Regions from separate parts of the Rattus norvegicus genome. Here region 2 is linked to region 1. The links are chromatin contacts, called in public Hi-C maps. All regions are on one chromosome and are shown on one strand. Each heading gives the region's core, a stretch centred on a gene start, on an enhancer-like site or on the middle of the called end of the contact. The rest is flanking DNA. Distances are from core to core; before and after follow the strand shown. Region 1 holds the start of Rfc1 (replication factor C subunit 1). Region 2 overlaps Rfc1 (replication factor C subunit 1).

Region 1 (4,408 bases), core at 932-3,431:
GCCTAGGTTCTCTAGTTTAACCACCTACTAGTTGTATGGCAAACTGTTTAAAAAGTATCTTTACTGTTATAAAACTTGACTGTGGAGGGCCTACAAGTTGAGGCAAGAGGATCATGAGTTCAGATGTGCCTAATCTATAAACATTTTAATTTCAAGACCTGATACATGGTACTATTACCCAAAATTCTCCTTCAAAATGAACTTGGAGCTGAGCATGAAAGCAAGGGACTTTAATCTCAGTACTCAGGAGGCAGAGGCAGAAACATCGCTGTGAGTTCAAGTCCAGCCTGCTCTACATAGTAAGCTCTAGAACAGCCTGGACTACGTAGAGACCCTGTCTCAAAAAATAAAACAAACAAAAACAAAACAAAATGAACTTGGGAGGTTTGAGATATGGTTCAGTGAGTGGGAACACTTGGTTCTCTTGCAAAGAACCTGACTTCAGTTTCCATCACTCACATGATGGTTCACACCCATCTATGACTCCAGTTCTGTACTCTTCTGACCTTCTTGGGACCAGGACTGCATATGCAGCACATACATGCATGCAGACAAAACACTCATAATTTTTTTTTAAGTTTTTCCAAACAGGATTTCTCTGTGTAGCCTTGACTATACCGGAACTCACTCAATAGAGCAGGCTGGCCTCGAACCTATAGAGATCTGCCTGCCTCTGTGTCCCAACTGCTGTGATTAAAGGCATGCGCCACCTATAAACTGCAAAGGAATGACTGGAGAGATGTCTCAGTGGTTAGAGTACTTGCTGCCTTTCAGAGGACATGAGTTCAACTCTAATTCCAAAGGGTTCGACACCCTCTTCTGGCCTCTGATGGCACCGGGCATGTATACTCACAGAAATATATTCAGGCAAAATATACACACTACAAGTTAAATAAAAATTTAATGAACTTGGGGGCTGAAGAGATGGTTCAGTGGTTAGCAGTGCATACCGTTCATTGCAGAGGTCCTGACTTCCATAAATAACACCCACAGCAAGCCATGCAAAACCACCTGTAACTCCAGCTCCAGAGGGTCTGACACCCTCCTCTGGCCAACATGGGCCCTCAAACACATGTATGCATACACAAACACAGAGACACACATGACTAAAATAGGAATAAATCTTTGTTAGAACAACACTTCAGATGAATTTCTAGAAGGTATTTAAAGCAAACAACTCACACATAATCCAGAAAATAAAAAGGCTGACTCCCGGTGGCTACCATCACTATCTTCTCTCCCCAAGAATTAAAAACAGAGCTGAAATTTTTTCCAATTTGGTATAACACTTTTCTCCCTTGAATGCTGGTGTTCTGACAAGCTTAATAATAAAAGTATATATACATGTATACTTATGTGTGTGTGTGTTATATATGTGATTGTTAAATATCTTGTGGATTAGCTCAACATCTTCAGTTGTTCTGTATGTTAAAGATGATTTCAAACTTGTAACTATCTCCTATGCCAAGGACTATTTCACTTTCGATCTATTTAATGTTCACTACACAGAATTATGTATTGAAGTTGGAACAGAGGGTTTTTTTAAAAAACTACTTTTTGTAACAGGTGATAAGAGATGACAACTGTCAAATACATAACGTCCGTGTTTTTTATTCCTGGTAAACCAGGTTATCCGTTCAAGTCCTATAAATTATTCTAAACAAAGTAAAACAACTTCCTTGTGTCATCAGCTCTCTAAACGGCTGAGACGTACTTCAGGAAGCTGATTAAACCTGAAGGCCCGAGCAACTTCTCCCTGAGAAAGGCAAGCGTCACATTCTTCCTCGCAAAGCTTGAAGTCACGACTTAAGGAAGCATTCCAACAGAGATTTGGTACAATGCTGGACACGAAAGTAACTTTTAACGCCCCGTCCAAATTCTTCTTCCTCCCTTCCCCGAAGAGTCGGGAGGTGGGGTGTGAAAGTGCCGCGTAGCAGCCACATCCCTGCACGCTGCGTCCCTGGTGCGCCCCGAACCCTAAACGGGGCCCCTCGGAGCACTCTGCATGGTCCTCCCCACCCAGCACCGCGGCGGCGTCCCGTTCACACCCCGCCTGCAAAGTCTCTGTAGTTGCACCGCCTCCCGGGTGGCTCACCATCGCAGCCCCACGACCGAACAGGAGCAGGTGGGCAGGCCCGTGACTGGAGGGGTATCCGTTATCGCCGCTCGGAATACATTGGCGCCAACAACTTCTCCCGCGAAGTAGCAGACGCTCAGGCGGCGCGCGGTGATGACGTCGGAGGCGCGCTCCCCGCGGCCCCGCCCCGAGGCGGGAGTTGCGCACAGCCTTGGCAACAAGAGGGTTGCTAAGTCTGTAAGACACTGAATACGTGAGCGATCCTAACAGAGACGCCCAGTTTGGGATCTGAGACTGACTTCCTCTAAGGCGGGTTCCCAGGTGGCTTCCTTCCCCTCCCCGTACACGTGCTGCAAAGGCAGTCCTCTGTAGCGGCTGCCAGAAGTGGACGAGTCTTTTTTACTGTCTTTTCCCCCAGAGCGGAGAACCGAACCCAGGGCCTTGCACTTGCTAGGCAAGCGTTCTACCACTGAGCTAAATCCCCAACCCCTCTTTTTTACTTTTTATATATTTATTTATTGGAGATGGAGTCCACGAGTAGTAGTCAAAGAAGAGCTTTCGGGGAGCCCTTGTCTTCCATCGCGTGGTTATATGTTTGCATTTAAGGGACTGTTTACATTAAAGGAATATTTTTGTTTATTGGGGAGGAGCTGTTTTCTGAGACAGAAGATCATGTATTCCATCCTGGTAAACTATGTAGCTGAGGATGACCTTAAACTGATTTTTTTAACTGCCTCCCAAGTGCTGAAATTTCAGATATATGCCAACATTCCTGGTTTACGCAATGCAAGGGATCAAACTCAGAGCTACTGTGAATGCATGCAACCGACTGGGCAAACCCCAGCCTCAATGGCTTTGTTCTAAAACTACCAAGCTAAGAAAACTAGCCCCTTAATTCCTTCCTAAAGCTTCATTCAGTCACTTAAAGAATAGTGAAATCTTTGAAGCCACTACATACCAAGATACACCCCCACAGGAAAACTAGAATCAGGAAAGATTTAGGATAAGCAAGTCTCAGCAGGGAGGGAGGAAGTAGGCCTGCCTCCACCACCCGGCTGCTGGGATTACAGGGGTGGGGACTCACATGGGCCAGTAAGCTTCCTGTGAGTAAATAAGCAACTTGGTTGTGGAATAGAAAGTAACATTCACATACAACTTCAAGAGAAAACATGAGATTATCAAAGAATTTAGTGACGAGGACAGTATCCAACTTTGGCCTTGGCTTTGAAATCTTTTTCTAACCACTTCTTGTTGGGTCTTGTCATTTTGTGACACATATCTACAGGGAAAGGCAATAAAGCCTTCAGGAATACAAGAGTTTTTTGGTTTTTTTTTTCTTTTCTTTTTTTTCGGAGCTGGGGACCGAACCCAGGGCCTTGCGCTTGCTAGGCAAGCGCTCTACCACTGAGCTAAATCCCCAACCCCAAGAGTTTTTATTTACTAGGTGTCTATCGCAACATGATTTTGGTTTGGTTTTTTTTAAAATTTATTTATTTATTATATGTAAGTACACTGTAGCTGTCTTCAGACACCAGAAGAAGGCATCAGATCGCATTACAGATGGTTGTGAGCCACCATGTGGTTGCTGGGATTTGAACTCAGGACCTCTGGAAGAGCAGTCAGTGCTCTTACTGCTGAGCCATCTCTCCAGCCTGATTTTGGATTTTATTTATTTATTTATTTTTCCTCTTTTTTCGGAGGTGGGGACTGAACCCAGGGCCTTGCACTTGCTAGTCAAGCGCTCTACCACTGAGCTAAATCCCCAACCCCTTATTTTTTTTTTTTTTTTTATAGACAGGATTTCCCTGTGTATTCCTGGCTAGCCTTGAACTCAATATGGATTCACCTGCCTCTGCTTCTCCAAGTCTGGGATTAAAGGTCAACAGCACACCCCGCATTTTTTGTAACATGTACCCCACATGCACCTTTGCACTGTTCCAAGTTAAAATTCACCAACAATAGTAATCCCCAACTTAGAAACATGTGAACTGTCACTGGTGAGAAGGGCTTCCCTGCGCGTGGGTCCCTCTGTGGCAGTCATTCTGTTACTGCTCTACTGTGTAATGGTTACGTGACCACGTGACCATAGAGAAGTAATTATTTATTCATTTTATTTATATATGAGTACACTGTATCTATCTTCAGACATACCAGAAGGGGCATCAGATCCCATCACACATGGTTGTGAGCCACCATGTGGTTGCTGGGGATTGAACTCAAGACCTCTGGAAGAGGGGCTGGGGATTTAGCTCAGTGGTAGAGCGCTTACCTAGGAAGCGCAAGGCCCTGGGTTCGGTCCCCAGCTCCGGAAAAAAAAGAACCAAAAAAAAA
Region 2 (4,525 bases), core at 1,285-3,784, 55 kb before region 1:
TTTCCCTGATCATTTTTTTGGGGTGTTCTCTCCAATTTGGACTTTTCTTTCTTCATCTGAAGAGGAAATCAAAAAGCCTGATGAAATACCAAAGATTTCTATCCTGCCACACATACTCCAGAGGCAAACTGACATAGCCAAGTGAGCTACTGCAGCTAGGCTGCTGTCACAATGGACGATCAGTGTCTGGAGTCACCACCCCCCAGCCCATGCCCAGAAACATGCCCAGAAAGCCAACACAGTGACCATTTTTAAAATAAAAAGATAGGGTCATGAGGTAAACAACAACTTCTTTTAATGCCTCCTCATTAGTTTTAGACAGCAGCACTGTCTGTCACTGTCGCCATGAGATGGGAGGCGCTATACATCACCTTCAATAAACCAGCTTGTCTTACACACCTCAGCCTCAGCAGCGATTTCGTACTTGGATTTTTTGCCCGGCATAGTTCGAATCAGATCCAACAGGCCGTCTTCATCAAGGATTTTTGTTCCCAGAGCTGCTGCCTGTTGATTGAAATACAAGTCATCAGAACTGCATCGAAACAGTTCTTTCTGTAGCAGAAAATCATTTTAAGGCCTACAGTATGAAGAAACACACTGTTAACTAAGTAATGCTGTAATTTACTTTTAATTATTTTTAAGATTTATTTTATTACTTTGGATGTTTAAGTGTTTTGCTCATATGTATGTCTGTGTACCATGAGCATGCCTGGTACTCAAAGAGGACTTCAGATCCCCTGGAACTAGAATTATGGACAGTTGAAAGTGCCATGTGGGTGCTGGGAATTGAACCCAGGCTCTCTCCAAGAGCAAGAAGTGCTCATACCTGCTGAGCCCCAACACTGGAATTTAAAAGAAAAAAAAAATCACCTCAAAATTATCAGTAAAGATGAAATCCAGTAATGGATATATGAATTATGAAAGAGGTTATAAAGCTAGTTTTCCTAGTTTCAACTCTGTTGATGGTGGCACAGGCCTTTAATCCCAGCACTTAGGAGGCAGAGGCAGGTGGATCTCTGAGTTCAACATCTACAGAGCTGTTCCAGGACAGCAGGGCTACACAGAGATCAAAAAAACAAAACAAAAAAACAAACAAAAAGGGGAAAATGTAAATAAATAAATAATCAATACTGAAAGCACTAAGTTCGTTGTGGCGCTCCGGCTTCAGAAGGGCTATTCTCACTGCACAAACGCTCCTATGAGATAGACAGGGTAATGCCACTACACAACACATTTGCAAATTCTTTACCGTTTAAAAACAACCATTAAAAAGAAATGGGACTAAGGATGTGGCTCAGTGGCTAAGAGTGCTGGGTACACAAGCGAAAGAACCTGAAATCAAATCCCCAGTGCCTACATCAAAAGCTGGGTACAGCTGTGTATGTACTTCTAACTGCAGCTCTACCAAGGTGGAGACAGAGGTGGCTTCCTGGACACTGGCCTTGGCCCAGGTTCAGTAAGACTATCTCAAAGGAATAAGGTGGAGAGTAACAGAAAAAGATAAGTAACATCCTCTTCTGCCCATTGCTCCAGCACACGCACGCACGCGCGCGCGTACACGCACACACACGCACACACACACACACACACACACACACACACACACACACACACAGAAAGAGAGAGAGAGAGAGAAATGATTGAAAGGCAAGGAAATACAGATTTTGAGACCTACTTGAACTATGAAGCAACAACGTGGCAAAGAATTTAGATAGGAGAGAGAGAGGAGAAGATCAGCCATGGCACTACATTCCTATAATACCAGGACGAAGGAAACAGGTAGAAGGATCCAAGAGTTTAAGACCAGCTTAAGCAATGTGGCAAGATCCTTTTCCTCAAGGAATGAAGGATTAAAGATGTATTTCAGTGTATCTAGCATGTACATGGTCTGGGTTCAATGTCTAGCACAGACAGACAGACAGACAGACAGACAGACAGACAGACAGACAGACAAATAAGCAAGCTCCTTAAAGATGGTATTTTAGGGCTGGCGAGATGATTCAGCGGTTAAGAGCACTGACTGCTCTTTCAGAGGTCCTGAGTTCAATTCCTAGCACCCACATAATGCCCATCTGTAATGGGATTCAATGCCCTCTTCTGATGTATCAGTGATGGTGTACTCAGATAAATAAAATAATAAATAAATTCTTTAAAAAAAAAAAATGGCATTTTAGTTACAGTTCCTACTATGAGAAAACACATAACCAAAAGCAACTTAAGGAACTTGCTTAAAGTATGTCACTGAGAAAAGGGAGAAAGACAGGAGCTCAAACAGGGCAGGAACCTCAAGGCAGAAACTGATAGAGGACGGCTGCTTACTGGCTTTCCTCTCACAGCTTGCTCAATCTGCTTTCTTATAGTCCCAGGACCAACAGCCCTGAGGTGAGAGTGAGCACCACCCCCAGTGAGCAGGGCCCTCCCACATCAGTCATCAATCAAGAAAATGCACCTCAGGCATATCTAGTGGGGCATTTCTCAACTGAGGCTCCCTCTTACAGAATGACTCTAGTTTGAACTGACATAAACTAGCCAGCACGAGTGAGTGCAGACCAGAGTGGTGTGGCATCATTACTTCTGTGGCTCTCTTTACCTTTGCTCCCTAGGAAGGAACAAAGTCAGGAGAACCAAAGTCCAGCTGTTCCATGCCCTCTTACGACTGACTCGTGTGGCAATCATTTCCATACCCTCTGGCTAGCAGGACTCAGTATGTCCATCTCTGAGGGATACTGACTTGGAGCAGCACCCCCAATCAGAAGCCATGTCAATCAATGAGGCAGCATCCTGGAATGCTGCTGGGACAGAGCCTGTAAGACCCATCCCAGCTATAATGACCATCCCCAATGCTCTATTTCCTGCCTGGCAGACAGCTACCTCACAAGCACAAGGCCAGGCTTGATGCCCATAAGGCTGACAGAGGTTGTGGCTGGGACTCTCTGGGTTAAGCTCCTGAGCTGCTGAAACATCCTAGCCAGTGACTACCACCTTGTCAGGGCAAGTTAAACCAATTAGTCAGGTATCGTATAACTCTACTACTGACCTGCTTCTTCCTCACACTTCCAGTAATGAAACGGTAAGATAGGATCTATAGCGGTATGTATCAGAAAACTCAGAACTTAAAAAAAAAGAAACTAAGTTTGTATGTTAAAAAATTTTAAGTTTTAAATTAGAATATATAAAGTCAAGTAAACTGCAACTATGTTTCCAACTGAGTAACCAAACTGCTTGAACCAAACTTCACCTTGAAGTAAACTACTACAGTAGTCCCAGCAGACAACACAGCATGTGGGATGCAGAGAAGACAAATCTGTAGGGTGAAGGCCAGGGCAGTACCGCAGTCACACTGCCATACTGCAGCAGGCAGGCCCTGTGAGAAGAGGTAGCGGAACCCACCTTGTCACTCTTGGACTGCCCGCTGTCCCGGCCCATGACGAGGTAGCTGGTTTTCTTGCTCACGTTTCCTGTTACTTTCCCCCCATAACGTTCAATTAGAGACTTGGCTTCTTCTCGTTCGATGGACTCCAGCACTCCGGTGATCACGAACGTCAGGCCCTCCAAGCAGTTTTCAGCTCCCTACAAAACCGAGAGAATGGAGCAGAGAAGAAATTGTAAGGACGCTTTTTCCAAAGGAACAGTGGCAGCCGAGGCACCAGCCATCATAACAACCCCAGCAGGAAACCTGGCTAGGAAATTACAATGGAGCTTCAGTGAACCCTGGGGTGAATCCTGTTGAACTCCTTACATAGCTAACTTTGAACAGATATCAAAAGAACAAAGAGAACATACTGTTGGCAAACATTCAAATTGCCTGCTAGTGCCCTTCTCCACTTTCCACATTTAAATCAGTGATTAGTTCTGCACCTCTAAGTAAACAATCAAATGTACCCAGCCCACTGACGCCTGCTGCTGCGGCTGAAGCCAGCTTTGCTTCTGGAAAGCTTATCTAGTATGAGCTCTCCCCACTCCCTCTGAGAGAAAAGCAGAGAAACTGCTAGAAACATAAAGGTAGGAATGCATCACCCACGCCCCCTGGAAAGATAACAGCTAATCTAAGAGCTGACCAGGCTTCTTTCCTCCTAAGTCTGAACTGCAACTCTCTAAGGTGACAAATTTTTAGTTTTTATAATAAATCAGCTAAATTAGACACCCAAACAGATTACATAAGGAGTACACGATATGCTGTGCTCCTTATTACTCTGACCAGAACTGAGATTGGTAAAAGAGGAAAGTTTTGAAAAGAAGTTAAACAAAGCTCGACACATACCCCAGCATCGGCCTGATCAGTCCCCTCCACATAACGAAGCTCCTGCATTTCAAAGCCAACCTCCTGTGTCCTGAGTGTTCTACCTCCCCTGTCCATCCTCCTTTATCTTCAGAAAATGGCAGGCCTCCCAAGGGTATCAACCAAATATGCCATATCAAGTTGCAGATAGGCAATATGTTAATATTTATATTATTAATATTTTTAGCCTTATATTAAGGCTGGACCAGGCAACTCAGTACGAGGAAAAAGGTCCCAAAATCTGAC

Evidence for each region. A called contact is a pair of places that touch in the nucleus more often than the background predicts.
Region 2: a Hi-C map of kidney shows a contact between it and region 1, with 2.7 times the contacts expected there. The contact joins the enhancer-like site here to the promoter of Rfc1 in region 1. A contact is called at or near these places in 3 of 12 Hi-C or Micro-C datasets (kidney and liver).

Annotation. Positions count from the first base shown.
Region 1 is chr14:43,317,771-43,322,178 of GRCr8, reverse strand. Rfc1 (replication factor C subunit 1) reads right to left here and starts at 2,181. Exons shown (of 25, transcript NM_053547.1): 1 at 2,096-2,181. The coding sequence starts at 2,098.
Region 2 is chr14:43,372,765-43,377,289 of GRCr8, reverse strand. It overlaps Rfc1 (replication factor C subunit 1), which reads right to left. Exons shown (of 25, transcript NM_053547.1): 11 at 3,391-3,570; 12 at 400-504; 13 at 1-56. Among named protein-coding and RNA genes, the nearest start is that of Rfc1, 55 kb to the right of the region's middle. Within about 2 kb of position 2,534, at least 10 of the 93 cell types and tissues checked have an H3K27ac peak or open chromatin away from gene starts, as enhancers often do. A contact at or near this core is called in kidney and liver, where this site is marked.